Regions from separate parts of the Sus scrofa genome. Here region 2 is linked to region 1. Evidence: chromatin contacts called from public Hi-C data. All regions are on one chromosome and are shown on one strand. The core of a region is the stretch at or near the end of the contact, and the rest is flanking DNA. Distances in the headings are between cores, read along the strand shown. Region 1 holds the start of ZC3H7A (zinc finger CCCH domain-containing protein 7A). Region 2 overlaps TXNDC11 (thioredoxin domain-containing protein 11).

Region 1 (7,097 bases), core at 3,116-5,615:
TGGGAGCTAAGATTTCTAATATACGAATTTTAGTGGGGGGCACACAAACATTCATTCCATAACCTTCGCTTTATCCGGGGGAGCTTAGGTGAGAGTGTATGGTGTTTATAAGGACACAGAACACCTTTTTCTTTTTTTTCTTGTCTTTTTAGGGCCACACCCAAAGCATACGGAAGTTCCCAGGCTAGGGGTTGAGAATCAGAGCTGCAGCTCCCAGCCTACGCTGCTGCCACAGCAACGCCAGATCGGAGCCACATCTGTGACCTACACTGCAGCTCATGGCAACACCAGATCCTTAACCCACTGAGCAAGGCCAGGGAGCAAACCCATGTCCTCATGGATGCTGGTGGGGTTTGTTACTGTTGAGCCATAACAGGAACTCTTAGAACACCTTTTTCTTTGGAGAGGACTTAGGATGTGAATACATAAGACTAAAACCACTTTTGTCATGTGTGCATGCCAACGTTGGCTGAGAATCTTGGAGAACTTCATACATGAAACAGGACTGCCACTGCAGTTTCTGCCTGGGTGCAGGAGCCGCCGTCCAGAGATGCCCAGGGCCCCAGAACTCCCTTCCAAATTCCCAGGTGTGTGCTAGGAGGTGGGGTTCTTTCTCTAAGGTGCCTAGTTTGGTGTCCAGCTAAAAAGAAAACTAAGGCAACCAAAAAAGAGACCCATTCACTGAGTCCTTACACATTTGCGAAGTGACAGGACGATGTGCAGAGGTGTGGAGAATCCAAGACCAGTAAGAAGGTGGGAATCACAAACTCACACACAACATACCTTGTTAGGGAAAAACGAAATCTCAAAAAAAGAAAAAAAAAAAAAAAAAACAGGCTTGGGGAGTTCCCTTCGTGGCTCGGCAGAAACAAAATCTGACTGGTAGCCACGAGGACGTCCGTTCGATCCCTGGCCTCGCTCAGTGGGTTAAGGATCCATTGTTGCTGTGAGCTGTGGTGTAGGTTGCACTGGTGGTTCTGTGACTGTGGTGTAGGCCAGTGGCTACAGCTCTGATCCAACCCCCTAGCCTGGGAACCTCTGTATGCTGCGGGTGCGGCCCTGATAAAGATGAACAAAAACAAAAACAAACAAAAAACCAAAAACCAGGCTTGGAGTTCTCGCTGTGGCACAATGCATCAGTGGTGTCTTGGGAGCACCAGGACACAGGTTCAATCCCCAGCCCTGCACGGTGGGTTAGGGATCTGGTGTTGCCCCAGCTGCAGCTTAGGTCGAAGTTGTGGCTCTGATCTGATCCCTGGCCCAGAAACTCCACATGCTGCGGGGCACCCAAAAAAATAAATAAAGGCTTTGTTTGCGTTCTCGTCTTTAGAATACAAATGTTCTGGTCCTAAGAACTCTTCTGTAGGGACAGATGGAGAGCATCCTGGATTACCTGGATTGGCTCTGTATCATCACAAGGCTATTTATAAGGGAAATGAGAAAGCAGGAGGGTCAGAGATGTGCCATCAGAAGCAGGGTGGGAGAGGCACAGCATACAAAGGCTTGACTAGCCATTGCTGCCTTTGGAGAAGGCAGGCAGCCCAAGAAGCTGGGAAAGGCGAGAGAACAGATTCTTTTCTGGAGCCTCCCGAAGGAACCAGCCCTGCCCACACTGTGACTTGAGCCAGGTCAAGTTCAGACTTCAGACCTCCAGGACGGTAAGATAATGTGTTGTCCTAAGCCACTATGTTCGCGGTGCTCTGCTACAGCTGCATAGGGAACTCACAGAATCCCATGAAGTTCTCCCCGTGCAGAATAAGGTTCACCTTCATGCAGCTTCGTAACACCCTTTAGGGCCTGGCCTTGGCTCATCTCCTACCTCACCTCCCTGAGATCCCACCCAGCTATTGGTGGTCCAGCCTCTCTGGCCTTTCAGCATCATCTGACTTAAAATGGTTCCAACTCTCCATGCACCCGTGCCGCTTGGCACCTCTCGTTCATCGGCAGATCTTAGCTCCAAGGTTCCCGGGGCACCTGTTTGAGAAGTGTTTATGGTGTCTGGGGTACACTTCTGGGGGCTTGGAATAGAGAACAAAACGGGAAGGGTCTCTGTTGTCCTGGGTGGGGGGGTTGGGGGGGAGGCAGACCCCACACAGGCACCCAAACGATTAAACAAGGTCATTCCAGTCAGCGATGGCTGCTCTAAAGAAGCCAAGAGGGGGCAGGGATAATGGGCAATTATTTTATTTTTTTGTCTTTTGTCCTTTTAGGGCCGCACCCAGGGCATACGGAGGTTCCCAGGCTAGGGGTCTAATCAGAGCTGTGACCACCGGCCTATACCACAGCCACAGCAACACCAGATCTGAGCTGTGTCTGCGACCTACACCACAGCTCATGGCAACGCCGGATCCTCGACCCACTGAGCAAGGCCAGGGATCAAACCCGCAACCTCATGGTTCCTGGTTGGATTCGCTTCTGCTGCGCCACAATGGGAACTCCAGCAATTTTATTAGGTGGCAGACAGGGAAGGCCTCTCCAAGAGAAGATGTTTGAGACCTGAAGTGACCAGAAGAACCCCTTCCTCAGAGGGGCTTCCCCTAAAGCCAGCCCCTGTCAGTTCTACTTGAATGTTTCTGTCACAGCACATACCTTGTGTCGTGGACTGAACTGGGTCCATCGAAACTCACATGGTGAAGCCCTAACCCCTAACAAGAAGATAGGGCTTCCCCGGAGGTAATTAAGTGAAGTCATGAGGTGCGGGGGGCAAGCCAACATGACAGGTGTCCTTACAGGAAGAGAAATGCTTACATACCCGGCAAAGGCCCCGTGAAGACACGGCAAGAAGGCTGTCCTCTGCAGGCCAAGGGGAGAGTTCTCTTCACAAACCAACCCTGCCAACACCTTGATCTTGGACTTCCAACCTCCAGAACATGAAAAAATGAATTCTAATTTAAGCCTCCAGGTCTGTGCATAGAAAACGGACTTAAGCAGGTGAAACGGACTTAACCTTGGGGGGCGGGGAGAAGGGAGGACTGGGAGTTTGGGTTGAACAGATCCAAGCTAGTATATACAAGCTAAATAACAAGGTTCTACTGGATAATACAGGGAAGGAACTATATTCAGTATCTTGTGATAAACCATAATGGAGAAGAATACGAAAAAGAATGCGTGTTATGTAGATGTGGGTGTGCCTGTGTGGATATATGAGTCACTTAGCTGTACAGCAGAAATTAACACATTACCATAATTCAATTAAAAAAAAAAAAAAAGCCTCCAAACCTGCCATATTTTGTTACAGCAGCCTGAGCTAATGAATACATCTGGTTTGTAAATCTACTCAGACCACTGTCAGAGTCACCGGGCTAGTTTCTCCCTTTTTCTCACCCCTCCTATGGCTCAGTCTCTGCACAGTAGCCAGAGAGCTTTTCTCAGGTGCAAATCACATCCTGTCACTCCCAAATCAGACCCATTAGTGCCACACAGAATAAACTCCAAAGTCCCCCATCACCCGCCCACCCTCCCTCCCTGCCACCAGCCAAAGAGGACTCTCCTGTTCAAGCTCCAGCCTCAAGGCCTTTGCACTCGCCCTTCCCTCTGCCTGGAGAACATTCTCCATCTCCCTGGCCATCACCTTCTCAGAACCTTCCCAGAGTCATCCCTCTACCGTAAGTGAAGCCCGCCCATCACGGTCTCATTCCCCTGCTGTAATCTCGGTTTACACCGTCGGAAATGGTCTCCTTCGCGTCTCGGAGGGTCCCCACCGCTACTCCCCATCCCGCTATGGGACAGAGACCCTGCCTTGCCCACTGCTGAGCCCTAGAGCACAGTGGGCTGTTGAAAATACAGGTGGATGAGGTGGCATTTGGGCGGAGACCTGAAAGGCAGGGAGCCAGGCCCGCTCAGGGTCCAACCCAGAGCTGCTCCTGAGCTCTGCCCCCCTTCCTCTGCTGTAGGGGTGTAGGAATGGGGACAACGATGCTTGTTCTGAGGCTCCGAAGGGTTACAATTGGCAAAGTACGAAACACCGGCTTAGGATTTGCTAAATAAAGTGTCTCCGGGGAGGCCTCCCCATACCCGAAACTAGGTCAGCTCCCTGGTAGACGCTGTTCTAACTCCCTGCTCTTCGGCTCCAGGGCCGCTGCCCAGAAAAAACACCCACGGCGCATGTGAATTGCACGTCCACCCAGAATTAGTTCTCAGCACCGGCGCGTCCGAGCATCCCTTGGCCCTACTCGCTCCCTCCCGCGGTCCCAGCCCGCTGCGGACCGCGCTCCCGCTCGGGAGGCGGCCCCGGAACCCACGGCGGAGGATCTCTGCAGCCCGGCCCGACGTGGCGTCGCCGCCGCCACCGCCCCCGGCGCCGACGCTCGCGGTCGCAGCCAATGGCCGCGTCTCCCGGGCGGCGGGCGCGGCCTCCGGCCACTAGAGGGCGCCGCGCGGGCGCAGCGGAGCCGCCGCCGCCGCCGGTCGCGGAGGGAAGGTGAGAGCGAGCGCCCAGGCCGCTGCCGCCGCCGCCGCCGCCCGCTCACCGCGCGCTGCTGTCCGTCCCCCGGCGCGGCCGTCCCCGCAGGTAGGTGGGTCCCGCCGGGCCCCGCCGCCCTCCCGGCCCGCGCGCCGCCCCTCCCCCGCCGGCGCCCCCGCCCGGCGCGCCCCCGCCGCCGCCTCGTGCTCGCGCGCGCCGGTAACGGACGCCGGGCGGGGGAGGGGCGGCGCGCAAGGCCGCCCCGCGGCAGCCGAGGGGGCGGAGGGCTCGGCCACAAAGGGCGCGCGGCCCCTGCGGAGGGGCGGTCCGAGCGCGCGCCGCCGCGGGGCTCCGCGGGCGGGCGGGTCCTTGTCCCCTCCCTCCGATGGGGGCGGCGGGGGTCTCACCCTGGGGGCGCGTGTCCCCCTAGCGGGGCGTAGAGGGCTCCCGCTCCCTCCATCCCATGCTTGCGTGCATTTCCGTTGGCAAAATACCTCCTCTCTGGTTATTTAACTAAAAAAAAAAAAAAGGATTTTTTTGTTTTCATTATTTCTCTCTGTTTCTGTGATCGGGGACCCCTAATTCAGTACCGTAGGTTTGGGGGCGGGAAGGATGAGCCCGGTGCGCTTGGCTCGTTTATTTCGGGCTGTTCCCCCCCCCCCTTTTTTTTTGCGCGGGGCGCACGTCTAGGACGCGCGGCGAATTGTTTCCTATCTTTTTTGTGGATCTGGAGACGGCCAGGCTTTAGGTTTCTTTCCCCACCCTTAAAGAATGAGGACCTGTCAGTTCCCATTAGCGTGAATTTCCTGTTGGGGACGGTCATTGCCGGGGTGTGGTCCAGCTGGAAAGCTCCGGCTGGTCCCCGAGAGGTCGCGCCTGCACCCTGATTGGGTGAATTTATCGGGAGTTGAGTATTTTCCCTGTCCCCCGGAATGTAGGCATGAAAGAAGGTGCCGTGTTTGGTATTTAAGGACCGAGGGTCTGCCCAGACTCGAGGTGCCCTGCCCGGGAAGGTGGCCACTGGCCGCAAGGAGCTGTTGAACACTTGGAATGTGGCTAGACGGAGTTGAGATGTGCTCCCAGTGAAAAAGACACACCTGATTTTGAACGCTTAGTAAGGAAAAAAAGTAAAGATATCTCATTCATAATTCTTTCCAAGTTAAATAATAGCGGTTGAGATGATACTGTTTTGAACATAGTGGGTTGACTCAAATATATTATTGTCATTGGTTTCTTTTTACTTCTTTTTAACACAGTTACTTGAACATTGAAAATTAAATGTACGACTGGCATATTTCTGTTGGACAGCGTTCAGCTGGAGCATTGGAATGAGGGCAGGGGTAGTAGGAGCTTCTGCCATCTGTTTTCTCTTTGCCTGCTTCTCTGATGGCATGTGGCCTCCTCTCTCCTAGACACTCTTCCTTCTCACCCTCCGCTGAACTGTCGAGCCCATGGCTTAAGGAGGATTTTGTCCTCATTTGCAGTCAAGTTCATGGACAGAATTTTCTTTGGGGAAAAAATGTCATCTCCTGTGCACTGGAGTACACGGTGGAAATAGTTGCAGAGGATTGGACTCAGTCGGATCATAAGTTATTGAAGCTGCGTGTTTGCAATATTTGCGTGTGTGTGATACAGCGAGCCTGCTCATGTTCAGGGCCTCTGCCATCTGAAAGCCTTTCTCCAAGTTACTCTGACTTTTGCTTGGGGGCCCCTGTCATGCCCTGACGTCACTACACCCATTTCCCTTTCCAGCCCTTAGATAACTGTCAGGGTTTTTTGCCAGTAAAAATGGTGGTTGGCACCATATTGTCCCCAATTCTTGATTGACTGTAAATCCTGCCAGTTTGGGAGGATGAAATCAATGTTAAGTGAGAGAGAATCAATTACTATAGAATGTCAACTCTAGGGAGGGTGACTGTTGGAAAGATATGAACATTCCAATGAATGTCTGTATCCTGTTGCCGGGGGTGCTCTAGAAGGGCTTTTTAGAGAAAGTGTGATGTGTGGAGACTTGATTCCCAAATAATATCTCGAATTTTTTTTTTTTTTTAATGAAAATGCTTTTTCTCTGGGATCTTATGATCGGAAGTTAAATTTGTTTTCTCCAAAGTGTGAAGTGTTTACATCTCAGAAGGCAAAACTTTAGATAGTATTTCTAGGGGGGGAGAAAAACTTTAGATAGTATTTTTAGTTGGGAGAAATAGTAAAACATTGATCCAGAAGTTAAAAAATGTATGCTTGTGACAGTACATCTATTTTAATTCACACACACACACACACGTGACAGAAGCATATTAAGTGAGGTGAAAATTTCCTCTGATGTAAAGAAACCAGGCTACTCATCCTTATTAGGTTTTGCCCCAACAAGACATTTGGGATTTAATTTCGTTGGGAGTTTAGCGATGTTTTGTTCATCGGTGCATATGAATTTCCCATACCTTGTGAAGCCTTAGGAACCATGTGATGGAGGCAGTCAGAGAGAGGCTGAAAGTTTTGTGTTTCACAAATAAGAAAGTGGAACCTTTGCATGTTATTAGACTCCCGGAGTCTGGAGCAGGATATTTATCTGGCACTGCAGAACCTCCTCTGTAGTCACCGACCCAGGGTCTGGGGCCCCTGGGCGGACGGTCTGGAAAATTTCACGTCTTTCCTGTTCATCTTCCCTCCCAAGCGGAGTTCTTGTGTGTGGTGAGCT
Region 2 (7,097 bases), core at 1,898-4,397, 110 kb after region 1:
AGAAGGACAGAGATGCTGTATGGGTCCGCTTACATGAGGCCCCGGGCGCGGTCAGATTCATAGAGACAAACGCAGAGGGCTGGTTGCCCGGGGCTGGGGCAGGGGAGAGTTGGGAGCTGTTCTCTGACGGGGACAGAGTTTCTGTTTTGCAAGATGAAAGAGCTCTGGAAACGGGTGGTGGTGATGGTTTCACAGCGTTGTGAATGTACTTCAGACCACTGGATGCATATATACTTGGAAATGATAGGCGTTCCCTGGTACCCTGGCGGTTAAAGATCTGGCATCGTCACTGCTGTGGTTTGGATTCAGTCCCTGGCCCAGGAACTTCCGCATGCTATGGGCTCGGCCAAAAAAGAAAGAAAGAAAGAAAGAAATGGTTAAGATGGAGAATTTTATCTTATATATATATTATACCACAATTTTTTTACATGGAAATTAGGTGGGGCCAAGCTGCTGAGAGGGACTGCAGTGTGAAGACAGGACAGGAACAGCCTGTCAAGTGAGAAGAGACAGTAAATAAAGCCTGGGGGAAATTATAACCAGTAAACGAAAATTAAAACAATAACAGGGTCATGTACACTCATTAAACTAACCAGTACTCTTACATGGCAGAATCTTGTGTTGATCAAATAAAATGAAACCAGCACAGTCAGATAGAGCTAATAGGATAAATAAATGGGCATAAACTTTGTGGAATGCGGCATTTGCAAGACGTCACAAAAATGGGTATATATTTTTGAGCCAGTTGATTTCACTTTGGGGAACTAAGGAAATGGGACTTCCAGAGAAGCGCGTGACCATCACTGTGCCTTATTTATATCCCACAGTAGGGAAAGGGTCAAGTCAGTAAATTATGGGTCGGTGGGCGTATGATGGGATATTTACCCCTTCATTGGAACAGTGCTCTTCATGCAGTTGACTGACAGGAAGAGAGGATGAAATATGACGGAAACATGGTCGCTGTTCTTAACAGGATGTAGGCATGTACCCCACGGGCTGAATGAGATGCCCAGAAAGAAGGTCCCAGGTAGCCTGGTGGAATTCCGAGGGGATGTTTACATATATGTATTTTTCAGTTCTTACAGTTTGTCTTTTCTTTGAAGTAAAAACCGGGAGGGAAAACACATTTGACTGTAGAATAAACTGTTCCATACCACTTGTTTTAAAAATAGAGCTCTAATGATACACCTCGTGGGGGGGGGGGTTGACTTGGAAGGGGCAAAAGAGAACATGTGGGGCCATGACAGTGCTGTGTCTGTACTGAGAGTGGTCACGTGCTGTATAACAATTTCAAAAACTCAGAGGAATGTGTATTTAAAATTGGTACATTGTCATGCATATAACCTCTAACTCAATGAAGCTGATTTTTTAAAAGCAAAAAAAGAATAATAAAAAAAAAATAGGACTTTAATGTTTTAGGTGGGCTTTCTCAGGCAGAGGCAGGAATGCTCTTTTGTTAGTAAAGCTATTTAAAACCATTATGATTTGGTTATGTCATTTTTTTTAAGTTAAAATTTTTTTTTCCTTTTTTGGCCCCCCGGGGGCACATGGAGTTCCCAGGCCAAGGATCAGATCTAAGCCACAGTTGCCACCTAAGCCACAGCTGTGGCATCGCTGGATCCTTAACCCACTGTGCCAGGTCAGGGATTGAAACTGTGTCCCAGCACTTCCAAGACACCTCTGATCCTGTTGCACCGCAGTGGGAACTCAGGTTATATCATTTTTATTTTATTTTATTTTATTTTTCTTTTTTAGGGCTGCACCCATGGCATGTGGAGGTTCCCAGGCTACAGGTCGAATCAGAGCTGTAGCCGCCAGCCTACAGCTCACAGCAACACCAGATCCTTAACCCACTGAGCAAGGCCAGGGATCAATCCCGAGTCCTCATGGATACTAGTTGGGTTCATTACCACTGAGCCACAGCAGGAACTCCCAGCTTGATGGATCTTGCGCAACGATTTCCTCTTTCCAGAGCGGATTCAGGGATTACAGTCCTTGCCCAGGTCCTGTCAGGTGGGTAGATGACTCCTGAAGAGTCAGTGAGGGTTTGTTTGTTTTTTGGGGTTTTTTTGGAATTTCATGTTTACTCTCAGGACGTGACGTCTCGCTGGGTGAGTTAGGGGGACCGACCCAAGGCCTGAAAGTACCGGTGCTTCCGGCCGGCGCCGCGCCTGCTGCCCCGGTGCGCGCTTCTGCGAGGCAGCAGCCCAGGCCGCATGGACAGACGGTGGGCATGCTGCATTCTTCACTGTCGGAGAAGATCCTTTCATGCTGGAGTGTCTTGGGCTGATCCTTTACTTTTCCTGTTTCTCCTTTGCCAGGATCGATGTGTCGCAGAATGATCTTCCTTGGGAATTTATGGTTGACCGTCTTCCTACTGTCTTATTTTTTCCCTGTAACAGGTAATGCTGAATGTTTTCAATATTTGGGCAGGTGGGGTTCTTTTGCTGAAAAAAAAGAGTTTATAAAGTACTTTATGGAAGTGAAATATAAATCATTAGTCATTGCTAAACTATTTTGAATAAAATATTCCAAAAAAGTACCATTAGGCACCGAGAGTAAAAGGGCTTTGGTTCATCACCCTGTCGGGTGCAGTGTCACCCTGTCAGGTGTAGCCCCTTCTGCAATGTGGGTTTTACATGGATGTGAACGTGGCCACAGGCACAGGCATACTCTTGGCCTCATGAGCGCCTAGTGGACGCTGGGCTTGGCAGCAGAGAGCCCCGTGGGATGGAACAGCAGCTCATTCGTTGAGCTCCCAGGGGGTCGGGCCCGGCCTGTCCCCTTTCCCAAGAGCCTTTTCTCATTGAGCTCTGCTGATGGCTCTCCTGCCGGCTGCACCTGGATCGTGGGGCCTCAGGGAGCCTTCTCCTTAGGGTACAGACTTCTGTGACCTCCCCACATCTGTCTGAGGCCAGTGCTCCCATCAACTCCCGTGAAAGCCCAGCGAGCAGGGACGGGCTCTTAGCAAGGGGATGCTGACCTGGTGGCTAGTAAATGCGGATCCGGATGTTTTGGTAGAAGGGAAATTAACCATTGGCCTTTTAAAGTCTGGCAAACCAGCTGTTCTCTTTGTACAGATTCCCTTTTGTTTTTAAAGGGATGGGTCCTCGGGGACCTGGTCACATGGCTCCGGCAGTATCTTTACAAGGGAAGAGCATTGGCGGGATGGTTTTCAGTGACGTCCCTCCTGCGCTCACGGTTAGCACTTATTGCAGCCACTGCCGTGTGTTTCTCTGGGATGGTGCTTCCTTTATGTGTACTGAATCATTTCCTTGGCGTTTCCTCTCTATCTCAAAGAATTTTGGCTGAAATATTTAAGTGGTAGTAGGGTTTTGTCTAACCCTGCACCAAAAGCAGAGCTCACCCAATTTCACCGCCGAGTATGCCGTGATGAGCCTTTTTTTTTTTCCTAAGAAGTGTCTCAAATGCCACACAGTCAAGGAACCATGGACAGTAACACAAGCAGTTGCATCTGTGTGGACGGGGGTGGGGCATGAACTTGAATGCAGCATAATTTTCAAATTCCAAACATAGTTTGCAAAAGCGTCGAAGTCACAACACCCCGCACGCACATGCTTTTCCATGAAGTTCTCAGCAACTAGAATTGTTTCATGCTCGGGTCGAGTGCCTTTCATTCTCAGTGTGCCTGATGGGGTCGGTCAGCTCCGAGATGAGCTCACTCTCTGTACCCTGCAGGAAGGTCACTGCCACCCCTTCCTGTTTCCCTTGAGCAGAAAAGTCGAGAATGTAAATACTGAATAGGAAACTGTCCAGTTCTGTTTGGAGAGAGCTTAGTAGACCAAAGCCTTACTGCTTTGGAAAGGAATTTTTCTTATTTCCTAAAAATGAATGGCAGTCACAAGTGGAGTAAGCACCTCCGTAGCTAGTCCAAAGCAAGCGCTCAGTTCACTCAGAAGGTAAAGAAAGCGGCAAAGGATGTGAGCTGATGGCTCATAGGAGAGGAAATGGAAAGACTGATAACTTGCAGCAAGGCATTTTTCACAGCGCACATGCTTATGTTATTTTTAGTGAAAAGATATAAAAGTGTACATGTGTTTCGGTAAAATATAAGTTTACACACACACTGGGTTAAAATGTGTGCAGAGGGAAGGTGTCCAAATGTTGACAATGGTGTTGGAGGAGTGAGGGTTACAGGCGGTGAGGGGGGTGCCTCTTGTATTTTTTTTATGTCCTTTGCACATTGTCCGAGGAGAGCACATGGTATTTTATAATCATAAAAGAGAAAAACTATCCGAAAGAACTTGTCTTCTGCCTCAGTGCACAGCCTGGGCCTCCTGCTCCTGGCAGGGCCGGCCTTCCTGTGCAGGTGCATCTGAGAACCACTCTGTGATACTGCAGAATGCAGGTGCCTGGGCCAGCCTGGCCGGGAGATCAGAAAGGGGGTGGGAGAATCACCCCAATGTGTCCCCTGGGAAGGACCTAACTCCTCCCTCAGTGTTACAGCCCCTTCTTTGGAGCAGGTCCCTTTTGTCTCCTTCTTTGTCATCTTATATTTGGCCCTTTACATGCTCGAGTGCATAAGGAAGCCCCTGGTGAATTTAGAGAAGAGTCAACAGTGGGCCCTTGCACCCCCTGCACTTCCCAAACGCTTACTGTTCTGGAAGCAGTTTATCGATGCTCCATGTCCTCGCCACTCCTGAGAGGTGGGGAGGCATTTTAGCACAGCCGTCGGGTAGGTTCATGGAGGCTGCTCCAGAGATTCGAAGAGGATGCTCACCAGGGTCCTTTTCTGCCCAGAGACACACGCTGAGGGGTCTCGGCAGCTCCGTGCGGCCATGCTTCCCACCGACTGTCCTTGACGACCAGTTTGTGCCGCAGAGCTTGGTGGCAGATCCGGCCTCTGCGTGTTTGTCCTCGCCCGCTCTTCAAGGGGCCGTTCTTAGCTATCAATTGAATGGCTGGGAGGCCCCACTTGAAGGCTTCCGTGCTGAGAAAACTAGGCTTTAAAGGAAGACGTGATTATACAGTTACCCCAACAATTTAAAAGTTTTTCCATTTACCTGAAAGTTTCCATAAACATAAAATGGGGCATATCTGGTTTTGATTTTTTTCCCTGTGATTTTTTTTCCCATAGGGAAAGGGCTACCCTTTGCTAGTACCCCTTTTGTCTTTTCTTGGGTATTTGGTCACTGGATGTGTGTGTGGAGAGCATGGGCAAGCTTTTCATGAGGGGTTTCTGGTTAGTTTCTTTAAGGAACAGTGTGATTTTTTTAAAGCTCCAGTCACTGAGCCCTCAGGTAACTGGTGCAGTCCTTGCAGGCGTCCTGTGAGGTAGGTGAGATTCTTATGACGCCCTTTACAGACAAGGCAGTGCAGGGCCACAGAGGAGCCACGCGTCCAGGTGTGCTTGTGACGGAGCAAGACCCTGGAGGCCCCGAGAGCCCGTGCCCTTCACGGATCCACTCTAATGCTTGACACGGTCGCCCCGCTCACGCACAAAGCTGGCGGTTTTGATTTGTTGCGGCTGGTGGCGTGTGCTCGCAGGGGGATATATCTGCGGTAGACATTTTGGTCATCGAATGAATGACAAGTGCCAAAAAGGAGTTTTCTCCATGAGGATTTGCAGCAAAGCTTTAGGGAATAACCCCACCACCACCCCCTGTTCCTTCCTTTCTCTCTGCTCTCAGGGCCAGGCAGCCCCTTGGGTGGTCTCTTTGTCAAGGCTCGGGGTTCCAGTAACACCTTCCCCATTGTGATAATAAAATGTGTCTCCAGATGTTGCTCAGTGTCCCCAGAGGGGAGGGGGTGCAGTCACCCCTGTTGAGAGCGCCTGTCTTGGATAACGTGTCAGAAGTGCTTGCTGAAGAACCGGGCTGAGTGTGTGAGGTTTTTCCCATCTCCCCATGCACGGTGGATGGCCGCTGCAGTGACGGGTGGCAGCCCTGCTCCAGGACACCCTTCCTGGCATGCCCCTGGGCCTCAAGAGCACACAGAGGCCCCTCTGCCCGCGCTCCCAGCACCCTGCATCCCTGGCTTTAGGCCCGGCCAGCCGGGAGCTATCTTTCTTGGAAGGTTGTGAACAGAAACCAAGTTTTGTCCTCGGGAAGAGACACACCTTTGAGATCGGTCACCTTCACTGCAGAACCAGCATACGGGACATCCTCAGCCTGGTAGAGCATTTTTTGTCAGAAGCTGTTTTCTGTGCTGCCTTTCTCTTGGCAGGAAATGAGCAGCCTGACCTTCGGTGGCAGTCTGGCTTTGGACCAAGGATGTCCGTGTGACTCTCACCTTAGACTCCTTTCCCTTTCTCTCCAGAAAGGACCTGAGCGTGAAGTACCCCGAAGACCTTCCCATCACCCTTCCAAACCTGCTGAGGTTCATTCTGCATCACTCGAACCCTGCTTCCTCTGCGCCCCGGAACCCGGCTCACCCTCCTACCAAAGAGTGTCTTCAGAGCGAGGCCGTCCTGCAGCAGGGCCACATCTCCCACCTGGAGCGGGAGATCCAGAAGCTGCGGGCGGAGATCGGCGCCCTGCAGCGCGCCCAGGCGCAGGTGGAGGCCCGGCTCGCGAGCGCGCGCAGGGACGAGCACCGGCTGCGGCAGCAGCAGCAGGCGCTGGAGCGTCAGCATGGGCTGCTTCGGTTGCACAGCCAGCAGCTGCAGAGCCTGTACGAGCACAAGACCCGGGAGCTCGAGGAGGTGGCCCGCAAGCTTCAGGAGCTGGCTGACGCCTCGGAAAACCTGCTCACCGAGAACACGTGGCTCAAGATCCTGGTGGCCACCATGGAACGGAAGCTGGAGGGCAGGGACCGGCCGCAGGACCGCGCGCCCTCGGCCCACCCCGAGCCCGCGGGCACCCCGCGGCTGCCCGCCGGCACCCCTCCGCCTTCCAACGTCAGCGCCACGCTGGCCTCTGAAAGGAGCCAGGAGAACAGGACAGACTAACTTGAAATGACATGACGAAATCAGAGGCGAAAACTGTACATTGGGAATATATTTATGCAAATTTTATTGAAATTTATTGTAAATAAAGATTTTCTCAGTGGTCTAGAAAATCACCTTGAATGTCATTCAGCCTTTATTGAACAGGGATGACATCCCTTCCACTTATTGCACAAACTTGGTAGCTTTG

Evidence for each region. A called contact is a pair of places that touch in the nucleus more often than the background predicts.
Region 2: a Hi-C map of liver shows a contact between it and region 1, with 2.5 times the contacts expected there. The contact joins the enhancer-like site here to the promoter of ZC3H7A in region 1. A contact is called at or near these places in 1 of 5 promoter capture datasets (fetal liver), 7 of 47 Hi-C or Micro-C datasets (embryonic fibroblasts, heart right ventricle, liver and 3 more) and 2 of 2 datasets of contacts at active chromatin or transcription factors (alveolar macrophages and skeletal muscle).

What each region holds. Positions count from the first base shown.
Region 1 is chr3:31,328,121-31,335,217 of Sscrofa11.1, forward strand. It overlaps ZC3H7A (zinc finger CCCH domain-containing protein 7A), which reads left to right and starts at 4,366. Exons shown (of 23, transcript XM_021086593.1): 1 at 4,366-4,510.
Region 2 is chr3:31,438,619-31,445,715 of Sscrofa11.1, forward strand. It overlaps TXNDC11 (thioredoxin domain-containing protein 11), which reads left to right. Exons shown (of 12, transcript XM_021086601.1): 11 at 2,322-2,402. It overlaps SNN (stannin), which reads right to left. Exons shown (of 2, transcript XM_005662128.3): 2 at 6,958-7,097. Among named protein-coding and RNA genes, the nearest start is that of SNN, 13 kb to the right of the region's middle. Within about 2 kb of position 3,148, at least 14 of the 83 cell types and tissues checked have an H3K27ac peak or open chromatin away from gene starts, as enhancers often do. A contact at or near this core is called in liver, where this site is marked.